2 separate regions of the Mus musculus genome follow, and region 2 is linked to region 1. Evidence: chromatin contacts called from public Hi-C data. All regions are on one chromosome and are shown on one strand. Each heading gives the region's core, a stretch centred on a gene start, on an enhancer-like site or on the middle of the called end of the contact. The rest is flanking DNA. Distances are from core to core; before and after follow the strand shown.

Region 1 (6,555 bases), core at 1,164-3,663:
ATTTTTATGTTGGATTAAGGACCTGCTTCATGAGACTGAACCCATACCTGATATTATTATGAGGCTGAGAAACTGAAAATATCGTATTTCAGCAATAAAAATGAAAAGAATGTGGAGGCAGCTCTAAGCCTAGCATCCAGGCCCCCCACTTCCCGTCCACGACTTCTCTCAAACTGCTACACAAGCAAGGAACCCTGTCTGTCAGCAATCCTGGAGAAGGGTTGCTTCTATACACCCAGACTTCCTGTCTGTTGGAACAGCTTCATTTCTGCCTCACCCCACGTTCACAGGAGAACTGAATACACTTGAAGCCCTCCTTGCCCAGAACCTGTAAGTAAAACTTACATGCGTATGTCTTTATTTACAGTATATTGAATTTGTACTTATCATCTGAAGAACCAGGGTCCGACCTGGGTCAGGGTCTGGCTAACAGTTCTAGAGTGATTCTTTGGACTCAGACCATTGGCTGACACCATTGGAAGCCCCCGTGAGGACACTGGTTGTAGGCACCCGGAAGTCACCCTGGCAGAAGGGTCATCTTGTGAAATCTCTGTCCAGCTCCCATTCATTCGGCTTCCAGCTGATGGCTACCAGCGTTGGTTCTAAAGCCACTTTATCTACGGATTCTCAAAACAAGGTCTTTTTCCTTTTATTTCTTTCATCAGATGTGATTGATCATGGAGTAACACATAGAGGCCTTTTAAGGCAAATACTGGTGACAGTTTTGCACAGCTTGCATAGCAGTCTCTCTGTGTTAGGGACTGAAGATTTAGGCCCCTTCTTTCCCATTCCCCTGTTGAAATTCAGGCCTGAGTATGGGATTAGGATGTGGGGCCTTTGGGAGTTGATTAAATTAATGAAGGCAGAAGGATCCCTCATGATGGGATTCGTGTTTTCCTGAGGAAGAGTCACCTACATCTGCCGCTTTGTCATTTAAAAACGGGAAGCTGCCAAGATGCAAAGGGGAAACCACTCTCCCCAGAACCAGGCGATGCACTAGTCCAGGGGCTTGTAGCCTCCAGAACTGTGAGAAAATGAAGCTCGTCCCGTAAACTCCCAAGCTGATAATCTGTTTTGGCAGCTGGAGTTGTGAGTTGAAGACAGTGTGAATGCTAAATCTCATTAAGTGCATTTTAACACGCTAATGATATCTGCTTTCCCAAGTTGTGAAATATAAGTCAGAGATTTAGTTTGTTCTGGTGCAGTGCAAACAATGCCCACAACATCCATCAGGTTATGGGGCAGGGCACATGCACATCATCCCTTGGAGAAACTCACCAGGTATTTGTGATTCGTCCAACCCTGTTGGTTCTAGTGTACCCTTACTCTTTGCCTTCCGGGGCCACAAACAAAGAAGAACAGTTGCCAATAGGTTACTAGAACACTTCTGAGTGGGTCTCTGGGTAGAAAGGGTTTAATTTTTGTAGCTCCCTCATGAAAAGAGCTTTTAATGAAAATGTAGCTATTTGCTTCTACAGTGCCATCGGGACTTGCTGGATCACGGAATCTCAGAGTCTCTTGAACTTGCCTCAGACTGTTCCTGGGAATTAGAGAAGTGCTGTTCAGGGGGCCAGTGGGCAATAAGAAAACCAATAACAACATAGTTTTCATGGCCTCAAGAAAAGGCTTCTAAATATAACTGTAGGTTTTTAGGCCTCTACTTTTAAATGCTATCCAACTGTGGAAAAGGGTCATTTTCTCCCATGGCCTTAAAGACATCCTGTGTTTCAGTGTTAGGTTATAAATATAGTTGCAAATACTGTTCATTTCCACAAGAGACCACTATTGCTTTGCTTTTTCTAGTGGTGCCTGCGGAAAATAGAGTTAGAACAGCCCAGGAGGTGAAAAAAAAATAACTGTTCCCAAACCCCAAACAAACAAAAAACAAAACCAATCTAGTATTTTTAAATATAGCACAGACCCTGTCTCAGAAAAAAAAAAACAAGAAAAAAAACATAGTATAAAATATGATCTCATGGTCCTTTGGAAGCTTGTGTTAAAGTCCTGGTGTGTGTGCTGACTGCAATGAGGGGTGGTGGTCGTAATGAGAACATCACATCTGTGTGGGGGTCTTAGTTGTCGAGTCGCAGGTCTTAAATGTGTGTGACCTGGCTAATACAGTATCCTGTGCTCAGCATTTTCATTTTCCAGAGAGTAATCCTGAGGTGTAGGGAAGGGCCACACACTGCTTAGTTAGATGGCAATAGTTCAGCACCAGCAATAAGAATGGGAAAGGAGAAACGGAGACTCGTTCTCTGGAAAGCACACCAGGGTTTTCTCGGTGTTCAGGTGGGTGGTTTCCTTTTCGTTTGTGACATTGTTTTCAGCTGGACAAGGATATGAGACAAAGCTTAGAAGGCTGCCCCTGTCTCCACACGCAATCAAGAACAATGCCAGATTGGGAGGTTCCCCTCGGGGCTTTCTGAGCCTCTCTTTCTTGTCACCTATCACCACCAGCGGCTTCTCTACTTCCTAGACCCTCCTACTGCTTCCTGTCTGTTTTCAGTTTCCATGAGCTATATAAGCAGAAGACAGGAGCCGTCATCAACAGTTGTGGGACTGAAGCCAGACTCTTCTCCAAATTAGTATTCTTCCCAGGTCTCCTGATTTTCAGCCTGTCACATAGGTTTTGGGAGGTGGTTCAGTCAGTGATGTTCAGAGGCTTGGACGACAAAAGATGGATATGCTTAGCAAATCCTCCTCCCCCCTCCCCCTCCCCTCCCCCTCCCCTCCCCCTTCCCCTCCTCATCCTCCCCCTCCCCTCCCCCTCCCCTCCCCCTTCCCCTCCTCCCCCTCCTCCTCCTCCCTCTCCTCCTCCTCCCCCCTCCCCCTCCTCCTCCTCCTCCTCCCATCTACTCTCTTTTCAGCTACAGCTCGTAGTTCTGAGACTACATCAGAGTTCTCCTTTGTGATCTCTTTATGGCTTTGCTACTGGACAGTGGTCCTCAGACTTGAATATGAATCCCTGGGAGTGGCTGCTAAACCATTTCCGACAGCAGGAAATCAGACTCCACCTTTCAGAGGAGTCTGAAACACAGGATGTCTTTAAGGCCATGGGAGAAAATGACCTTTTTCCACAGTTGGATAGCATTTAAAAGTAGAAGCCTAAAAACCTACAGTTATATTTAGAAGCCTTTTCTTGAGGCCATGAAAACTTTGTTGTTATTGGTTTTCTTATTGCCCACTGGCCCCCTGAACAGCACTCCTTTCTCAGGTGGTCCAAGATCCCTCAGTGGATCACAGCACTGAGAGTTTGCTGGGAGACTATTGCCCTGTCTGGCCCTCAAATCCTTCGGGGACTGATTTAACAAGGATTGCAAAAGTGGCTACCTGCTTTCCATCCCTATGGACTCTGCTGTTCAGTAGCTGTTGCATTAGCATGGGAAAAACTGTAGAAAGAGGCAGTCTCCCCAGGAGAACTTGTTTCTTACAAATGTGGCTTCTGAAATAGCAGCCACACCACTTGGGAACTGGTCAGCTGTGCATATTTAAGGGCCACACTCCAAACATACTACACGTGAAACTCTTGGAGATCAGACCCTGGCCCCCCTGTGCAGTAAAGAGCTGGCTCGGTGAGTCCCAATAAAGATGCAGCTTTCCCAATGTGAGGGTCGGGGTCCCTTCCTCTGTACCAGGTGTGACATACCTTGAGATCTATTTGTTATGTCCCTGTTGTCTGCAGTTTCCATATCCCAGTTTTCAATTTCCTATGGTCAATTGAAGACCAAAAATACTAAATGGAAAATTCTAAAAATAAGCAAGTAGTAAGTTTTATGTTTATTATAGAACGTTGTTGTGATTGTCTTGTTTTTACTATCACTGCTAATTTCTTCTAACTTTTCCTAATTTAGAAGATAAACTATCATAGGTATCAATAGGAAGATAAGAGCATATATGGGGATCAGTAGTACCGTCTACGATTTAAGGCACTCCTGGGGGGTTTGGAACCCATCCTTTGTGATAAAGGGGAATTTCCAGCCTTAAGCTTACAGGAGCAAGGATGGGAGCTGTTCCCCGCTCTCCTGTGTGTGTGGACAGTGAGCATCTATTAAGCATCTATTAGGTGTACTCATAAATGGTTATTTATTTATTTTACTCTCTAATGTTATCTTGTTGCCTAGCCTATGTGTTATTAATAGGTGAAAGGTAGTTTGCTACTTCAGACTCAGTTATTCAACAAATACTAAGTACTATTATGTACCAGGTATTCCTAACACAAGTGGGAATATGGTGATGTAATTATGCCTTTGTATAAACAAACAAACAAGCAAACACTACACCTTAGTTACTTCCTTCTTTCTTTCTTTCTTTCTTTCTTTCTTTCTTTCTTTCTTTCTTTCTTTCTTTCTTTCTTTCTTTCTCTTCCTTCCTTCCTTCCTTCCTTCCTTCCTTCCTTCCTTCCTCCCTCCCTCCCTCCCTCCCTCCCTCCCTCTCTCTCTCTCTCTCTCTCTCTCTCTCTTTCTTTCTCTCTTTTTTCCAAGACAGGGTTTCTCTGTATGGCCCTGGTTGTCGTGGAACTCACTTTGTAGACCAGGCTGGCCTCGAACTCAGAAATCCACCTGCCTCTGCCTCCCGAGTGCTGGGATTAAAGGCGTGCGCCACCAAGCCCGGCTCCTTAGTTACTTTTTTATTGCTATCAAAAACCACCATGACCAAGACAACTTATAAAAGAAAGTACTTAGTTTGAGGGCTCATAGTTCAGGGGATCAGAGTCCATGACCATTGGTGGGAAACATGACAGCAGGTAGGCAGGCATAGTGTTGGAGCAGTAAGTTAGAGCTTACACACTGAGACAACAACCAGAAGGTAGAGAGAGTCTGAGTTAACTGGGGATAACATGTGCTTTTAAAACTTCAAATTCCACCTCTAGTGACACACCGTCTTCAACAAGGCCACATCTTCTAATCTTTCCCAAACATTCCTACTGAGGACCAAATATTCAAGTATATGAGCCTACGGAGGCCATTCTTATTTAAATTACTACACAGTATAATAGCAAACAATAGCCAGAGCTTTGAGGCGGAAATAGGGGCTGAGGATAGTTATTTGGGTGAAGAGGCAGCTACCTGTATTTTCTTGAGTAGCAGAATGGCTGCTTCCGTATTTGTTTTAATCCTTGCACTGGGAAGACCATGTAAAAGAAACTTTGATTCTGTTGGAACTGTCATCTCTGAGGCTTACTGACCTCATCTGCTAATCTCAGCCTAGTCCCGGAAGCTTCTAGCCTCCTCTCTACAATCTTATCTAGGCCTAGAATGTTTTCAGCCTCCAATTTATAAATACATTTACCCTTTCTTATCCTTTCAGAGCTCTGACTGGCTGGTTAAACTCAGCTGTCCTGGCTCAAACTCCTCTTCAAGCTGACTGATTCAATCCATCTTCTTTCTTGGGCTCTGACCGAATTGTTCTGCTTGGCCTCAAACTAACTCTGGCAATCTGTTCTAACTTATCGTCTTCTCATTCTCTGGCTCATTCTTCCTTTACCCGTGTCTAGCTTGCTTTCTCTCCAACCTATCTCGCTAAAACTCTCCCAGGAATCTGCCTTCTCTCCTTTCTCTCTCTTTGCACTGCTCTCCTAAGCAGCTTCCCTTTCCTCTCTCTTCTCATGAGAATCGGACGCATCCTATTCTGTCAGATCTTTGATTTGTCACTTTGTGTGCCCTTCAGTCAGACATTACTTTGAAACATGGGTGTTTCCTTCTGCAACCTAGCTTTACCTTTCCTGTTTGGGATTAAGGTGTGTACTAAGTCCGTGTCTGAAGTCCAGCCAGAGGGATTAGAGATGAGTGCTAAGGCTGAGCCACACCACTACTATAAGCAGGGTTTCCCAGTAAACAACAGTCTCATGGTTCACAGTGTGATCAAATATCCTGCAACAAGAACACCTTGGTTTTCACCCTGTGTCTTTCAGTCCCCAAAGTTCCATCTTCCTTATCCACTGTTTTGGGAGCAGGAACAGGACCAAGATCTGTGAAATCAAAGCATCTATCACTTTAGCTCCAGCAACGGGCACAAGCTATGTAAGGGGAATTCAGCTGGGCGCTTTTCCTAGATGATACTGGGAAGACAAAAAGAAGATCCTAGCAGCACTTGATGGAGTTATCAGGATGTGGGGATTTAATCTTGAGGTTTCTAGGGACCACTGGGAGATACCAGATTTCCCAAGTTGCAAAATATACTCAGTGTGCAGTGGAGAGAAGGGAGGGGCCTGGACCACATCATTTGAATGGCTAGATCCTCAAGCCAATACTTCTAGACATTTCAGTTTTATCAGTAGCTATATTGCACTTATGTTGGTACCGGTTTTTGTCCCTTCGAGCACAAGGACTCGAAATATTAAACCTAGTGAACACACATTTATTACCCATTTCTGCTACTTTTTGGCTGAGCCAATTAGATTCTTTGTGACAAGGGTAGGTTGAGGGGGTTCATGCAAGAGGAGAAAGTCTGCAAGACCTAACGTAGGTGTTCAGGAAGAGGTGAGTAGATCCCAGAAAACAATGCAACAGTAACAACAACAATAGGCTAACATCTCTTTCAGGGTAACCAAATGGC
Region 2 (6,555 bases), core at 1,603-4,102, 3.3 Mb after region 1:
ACATGGTGACATAGTCGTTGCAACCACAAGGACTTTAGGAAGAGGTGTCATTTCTCTGCTGAAGTAACCACTGGAAACTTGGGCTGGAAGAAGGGGCTGGGGGGAGGGGAAGGTGGGCAGGGGAAGGAGAAAGATGCCAAAGTGCACCGGAGGAGGTGGGCCGGTCAACACATTGTACTTATGTATGGGACTCAAAATAGAAAAAGGACTTAAAATGGTTGTGGGACAGTGACCCTTCTTGCATATTTGCATATAGGTAGATATGTACATAATGGCATTCCGTGCCTTGCCATCCATCTAGGAAATGGCGGTGTAGACTCAGCACAGCTGCCCCTGGCTCCAGAGTGTGTTCTTGCCCTGTTGTCCAGCTGTGCTTTCTCAGCAGGCTTAGAGGGCTCCAAGCCTGCTGAGCTGGTGCACGCTAGAGCTCAGAGTTCCAGCTCTGGAGCTCATTAGTGAGTAAGCCTTCTCTGAGCTCTAAATCCACACAGGAGTGCGCTAGGTGCACACACCAGGTGGATGTGTTCAGCTAGATTTGCCAGTGAAGCATGGTTACCGTTCTGTTCTTTCTGTGGGATGGGGCAGTGATCCACACCTCTCAGAGGATCCTGCATTGGTCAGTAAGCCCTGCTGTTTCTTTCTGCAGTCAATGCAACAAAACCAACTAGGCTCTAGTCAACTCTGTGTGTCTAGTCAACATGTGTCATTCACTCAGTCAGTCACACATCTGACAGGCAGACACCAGACACCTGCTGAAAAACCCACTGTGGACTCCCAAAAGCTTATAGCCTGGTCAGGGACACAAGCATTAATTCAACTGTCACAAGTAGATGCAAAATGCCTTAGAGTGGTCAATACTGTTCAAGAGAAATTGGTCCCCAGGAAAAGGTAGCAATGAGAATTCACAAGTTCAGAAGGTTGGAAGCTAGTCTCAGGATGTGATGGCCAGCCCCGTGGGAGGAGCTAGAATCATGCAAATGAAGAGAGGAGTCCCAGGTAAAAGAGTATGATGGGAGAGCAAACATGCCAGGATACTGAAGGGGGGATTCCATGAGCATGATCATAAAGCCAGTTATCCACTCTCCTGGGTTTTCTTTGCCTAAGAATGTGTTATAATAAACACTTCCTTATTCCCTTTGGGATGAGAGCTGTGCTTGCAGGGACAAGGCTATGTAAATATTTGCCATTTGTATAATTTAGAGAATAATGGCAAACAGACAAAAACGGCAGTAAAATGTTCCACTCAGATGCATTTTTTTTCCTCAACCATTTTCAATAGAGTTGATCAAATCCATAGATATGGAACCCAATATGGAACTTGTGAGTGAGCATGGCCTGAGACCATAGATTGTCCCAAGCAACATGTTCCACTGTCACAGTAGTTACATGACGTTCTCTACCCACAGGACAAAAGAAAGTCATAAATCAAGATATTACCCTAATGTGTTGGTGGGAACATCAGGTAGGTTACTAAAGGTATTCATGATATCTCAAGATGACCTGCAACATCACAACTCTCCATAATCATGATGTTCTAATCAGCCCTTGTAAATCCTTAGCATAGGTTTGGGTTTTCTCTCTGGGAACTTCAGTTTGGTTCACAGCATGCTTACTCCATTACGTGTATAATTAATCTACAGATGTCTGAGGTACATGGAAGAATTACAGAGGCTATATATAGATGCTGTGCCGTGTTAAGTAATGGTTCTGAAAAGCCTCAGATCATGAGTATCGAGAGATGGTTGTGAGTTCCCCTCTCTTCTACCCATTGTTTGGTGGACTCATGGTCTTCATGAGAAAAACTCAACTCAAACTCACAAACACAAAGAACATATGTAGACCCTAGCCAACAAGTTGGGGGCAGAGGTAGTCTACAATTTTATAAAGAAGACCAAGAGAAGGGTGATTAAGATGATAAGGAAGGATGGGGGATGGTAAAAGGACACAAGAGAGGAATGAAGGGTTGGGGAAGGGGTTATACTGAGGGGTCAGGGGGCAAATCAAGTGGAGGCATAGGGAATGGAGAGCCACAACGCACACTTTGTTTGAAAATGTCACAGCAGTATCTAACACACTATATTTTTTTAATTTTAAAGGATGAAAATAAATAATTATTTTAAAATAGGATCAAAGGGGCTGAAATTTGAAATTTCTTCTCCCATTTCTCCCCACCCCTCATCACCTAACCAAACTATCAATACAAAAACTCCCTGTGGTAGAGATGATAGTTTGACCCACTGTCTTAATACGGGAACTTTTCATTTCTTAGATTGTGTGTACGTAAGACAATTTTACAGCATTGGAACTATTTAGTAATTTGCTTGATTCATTTAATATTATAAATAAGCTCTTTATCATGCAAAACACCCACTTACCCCAGCACCCACATTCAGTGGCTCACCTGATCAATTCTAACAGTTTTAATTATTTTTTTTCCACCAAATTGCTCTACTCTTGAATGGATTCTTATCAAATTGATCAGTTGTATAAGAGTTGAGAAGATATAATGGGATAATTCCATTACGTTTAATTTTAGTGGAAAGATGGGATTCGGGGAGTAAGAAATATCGCTGGGGATTGTGTAGATAATTTTAAACCTGAGGAAATTGAGCTCTCTAATCCGGCTACTGGGAAAAAAAAATCTATTCATTCAATCATCATGTTAACGTTAATGTTATATCCACTGAGCGCACCGTGAGATACTACAGAAATGGCCCCGAATACAGTACAAAGCTCTGCCCCTGGGTAGTATACGTCTTTTCTGCCAATTGCAAATCCACCCTGCTTTGCCCGCACCTTGTGACGTTCTAGTCTGAAGCGGATGCGGTGCCGCTTTGACAGTAGAGGGCGCTGGAGAGACGCTATACGTGGAAACAGCTTCTGACACTGGGTGTGTCCTGCTTACAACTTGGCAGCTGTAGGCTGAGGAGACAGGAGGACACATCTGCTGATTCCCCTCATCCAGGGTGGCTCGGGCAGCACTTCCTGAGTGTTCAATGGAAAAATGAATGCACTCTACGGAGCTCCTGAAGTCTGCCAAGCCAACGTTTGCTAGCTTTAGTAGAGAAGCCAGAGAAGCCGGAAGCAATGTGATTCTGTAAAAGCCTATATCAAATCCCCTGTCTTTAGGAAGCAAACTCTACATTGTGGGGAAACTCTGGTACTGCCTTCCCATAATATTTTTTTCTTTTTTGTAGAGCTCTCTCTCTCTCTCTCTCTCTCTCTCTCTCTCTCTCTCTCTCTCTCTCTCTCTCCCTCCCTCCCTCTCCCTTCCTCCCTCCCTCCCTCCCTCCCTCTTTCCCTTTCTTTCTTTCTTTCTTTCTTTCTTTCTTTCTTTCTTTCTTTCTTTCTTTCTTTCTTTCTTTCTTTCTTTCTTTCTTTCTGCTTGTTGGTTAGGGATTTTCTTAAAAGGGCACCAGCCAGTTTATGGTCTGTCACTTTTTCGCTAAGAGTTTATAAAAACATCTATGGCATCATCTGGTATCAGTCCAGTGGTGCGGAATACATTTCCCAGCCCAATGTCGACAGAATGATTTCCATCCTAGTGATGCCTCCGAGTCAGGTCACAGGGGAACAATGAGGCTTTAGCTTCATGCTCTTCAAGTCAGAAAGAGCCACAGACAGGATCCACCAGGGAACCGCTGGGACCAGTCACCAGCTCTTGTGGAAAGTGAGAAAGCCCAGCTGTCATGGAAATATCCATAAAGAGAGCTACAGCAGCACATATCTGTGATTCACACCTATACAGAGACCTCTCAGGGGACACCCACACGGTAGAACCCAGCTCTGGGAGAATGGGATGGAGTTTAAAACTAAGTGTACCGGAGAGATGTTATGTAGCATAACAGAGTAACACAGAGCATAGCAACTGGAAAGTCTATGCATTTCTAGGGGTGGAAGGATAGACAGGGATCTGGTTCTTTGTGCCCCTGTTGGGGAGGAATTTGCCAACATGCCATTAACATTGTAGCATGCACACACTTATGAGGGTTAGTCCTGGTTGTCAATTTACCTGAGTATGGAACTAAAAGGTGCCCTGCTGGGCATGTTAACGAAGGAATTTTCTCCATAAGGTTATCTGAAGTAAGAAGACCCATAGTAACTGAGGTGCTGCCTTCCAGTGGCAATCGAGACAACTGTGACAGACTAAAGGGTTCCGGCTTATGCCTGCTTGCTTCCACTCTTGCTGGTGAGTCCATCCGTCCTGCTGCTGTTACTACTACATTCTTTCACTGATGTTCAGACCCAGCTTCAGGCTTCCAATATAGACTGAAGACCAATGGCTCTCCGGGAGTCCTTCGGGACTTCAGGGCCAGATTAGAACATCGGAGACTCTTCATGGACTTCATAGACCAAATATTGAGTTCCCAGCCTGTCCCAGTGTGAAGTGGTCATGGTTAGACTCCCTAGACCAAGCTAATAAATATTCATTAAATATGAGTCCAACCTATTTGTCCTGTTCCTCTGGAGAACGCTAACCCAGCCCTGTTAATGACTGGCTGTTTCTGAGTTATCTTCCAGCCCAGTTGACATTAGGAGCAGAGTGTTGACAGCGAGTGGACTGTATTCCAGAAAGTACCACATCCCAGACAACCAAAGAATGAGAGACGACCACAGGGAATGCTAATGAGGCATAGATGCCAATGCCTGATCACTTGACCAGAGGAGCAAACCTGTGTTCCCGAATACACTGCCTGTCTTTGTTTCCTCTGTCTCCATAAAGCCTGCAGACTGGAGATGAGAGAACACAGTTTGAGTGTGCTGATCCACTGCTTTCTCAAATCAAGGCCCTCTGAATAAAACTTGAAGATTCCATTCCTCTTCTGCTCACGGACAGGTTGTGACAGGCAAGGGTTGCGACAGCCCTTGGTCCTCAGGACTAATAAGCCCCTTGGGCCAGAAGATTCTTCAGGATTCCCTGCCCCTGGTTGGCTATGAAGGTCTGCTTCTCAGAGGAGCCTGGAGCTCTGACTACGGTGACTGGTGGGGTTGGGGGTCACTCAACAACCCAGGGATAACATTGAGCCAACTGTGTGTATGCTCTAGGACCCTCAAGGGTGACAGAACTACCTAGAGATTGGCAAGTGGATAGGTGGGCTCAGACCAAGCTCCACGGTCCTCTAAATCTCAGAAGTCCCAGGAGAAACCAGCTCTCCCACCTCAGAAGGTTGTGGGGACCAGGACAGCATCAGGAAGACTAAGACAGACCTTCCCACATTTTCTGGGTCTTCTTTTATGACTCCATAGATGGGTGTGGCTCTCCCAGACTAAGCCAGGTAGAATTTCCCACCCCTTCTGATGAACAGAAGGAGTCACCAGATCGTTTGTGTGTGTGTGTGTGGGGGGGGGGTTCTCTCTGTGTTTCTGAAGCTGCACTGTGAACTCCATACTGTCTGGTCTGAAAGCTTCCACGTGCTGTGTCTGTCTCTGCCTCCCATCTCTCAGTGGGTGTGCTGATATCACAGACAGACATGGGACACCATGCCTGGCTTTCCATGTGGGTTTTAGAAATGGGACTCGGGACCTCAGGCTCCAGTGCCTAGCATCTCTGCCTTCTGAGCCATCTCTCCCGTCGTCTTGGTAACACTGGTACTGCCTGCTGTCTCCTGCATCTCTTCCCTTTCTCTACCCCCACTGACACCAGCATTAACCTTGTAACTTCACATTCAAAATGAACAGATGCATCTTAAGTGCAGAAAGGCCATGTCACAGATCCCCTGAGCCTCAGTTTCTTTGCCTGAAAAGTGGGGACAATAGGTTTCTAGGAAGAACAGTAGAGAGCACCCAGCAAAGCAGTTGCAACTGTCACCTTCAGCATCTTTGTCATACTTCCTAATAGTTTTGTCTAGTCCACCAGACAACATTTTCCCTGAGTTCCCATGGATAGACGAAGCTCTTCTCGATGCGCCATGGACCTGCAAGCCTCTAATCTACTCTGTTTGCTTTGCCATTATAACAAGCGGCCATTGTGGTCACCTAAGAGAATCTCAGGATCACAGCCAACTGACTACCAACCTGGGACTGCCTAAACCAGCCACCGCAGCTGTAAGAGGGGGTGGGACAGGAAAGGAAGGGCTGGGGTCCACAGGGACACCTCACATGGACAGCCGGCCGGGAAACAGCCCAGAAGTCACTGAGAAGCATCCTGAGCTGGGCTGGGAGCCACCTGGGAAGGAATATGCCCTGGGCTGGGAGTTCAGGCTGGGGAATGAGGCTTCTGAAGGTGATGGTAAGGCAGAACTGAAGTCTGATTTGTGCTGCAAACATCTTTCTGGCCTCTGACAGTTTCCAGTGGATTTAAAAGCAGGTCTAAGACTCCTCGCCCTCTTCATCTAGTTTTCTCAACACTGCCATGTTCGGGCCTGCAGTGAGCTAGTGGTTCATTCCAGCCTGTGACAACTATTCCCTGAGCACCTCACATCAGGAATGGTGGCCCAAACCACCCAAAGGAAGCCTATCCTATCCAACCTGTCATATAAATTCAGCAAGGAAGACACAGCTCTGCACAAAACAAAAACTATCCTATATTCACTACTTCCCATTGTTGAAATTAAA

What was found. Hi-C and Micro-C count contacts between places; a contact is called where the count stands out from the background.
Region 2: a Hi-C map of cerebral cortex shows a contact between it and region 1, with 3 times the contacts expected there. The contact joins two enhancer-like sites. A contact is called at or near these places in 1 of 39 promoter capture datasets (hippocampal neurons) and 11 of 484 Hi-C or Micro-C datasets (B cells, the Ba/F3 cell line, cerebellum and 3 more).

Annotation. Positions count from the first base shown.
Region 1 is chr6:108,873,743-108,880,297 of GRCm38.p6, forward strand. No RefSeq gene overlaps it. Among named protein-coding and RNA genes, the nearest start is that of Gm6749, 3.8 kb to the right of the region's middle. Within about 2 kb of position 2,414, at least 93 of the 459 cell types and tissues checked have an H3K27ac peak or open chromatin away from gene starts, as enhancers often do. A contact at or near this core is called in cerebral cortex and cortical neurons, where this site is marked.
Region 2 is chr6:112,194,824-112,201,378 of GRCm38.p6, forward strand. No RefSeq gene overlaps it. Among named protein-coding and RNA genes, the nearest start is that of 1700054K19Rik, 13 kb to the right of the region's middle. Within about 2 kb of position 2,853, at least 21 of the 459 cell types and tissues checked have an H3K27ac peak or open chromatin away from gene starts, as enhancers often do. A contact at or near this core is called in cerebral cortex and cortical neurons, where this site is marked.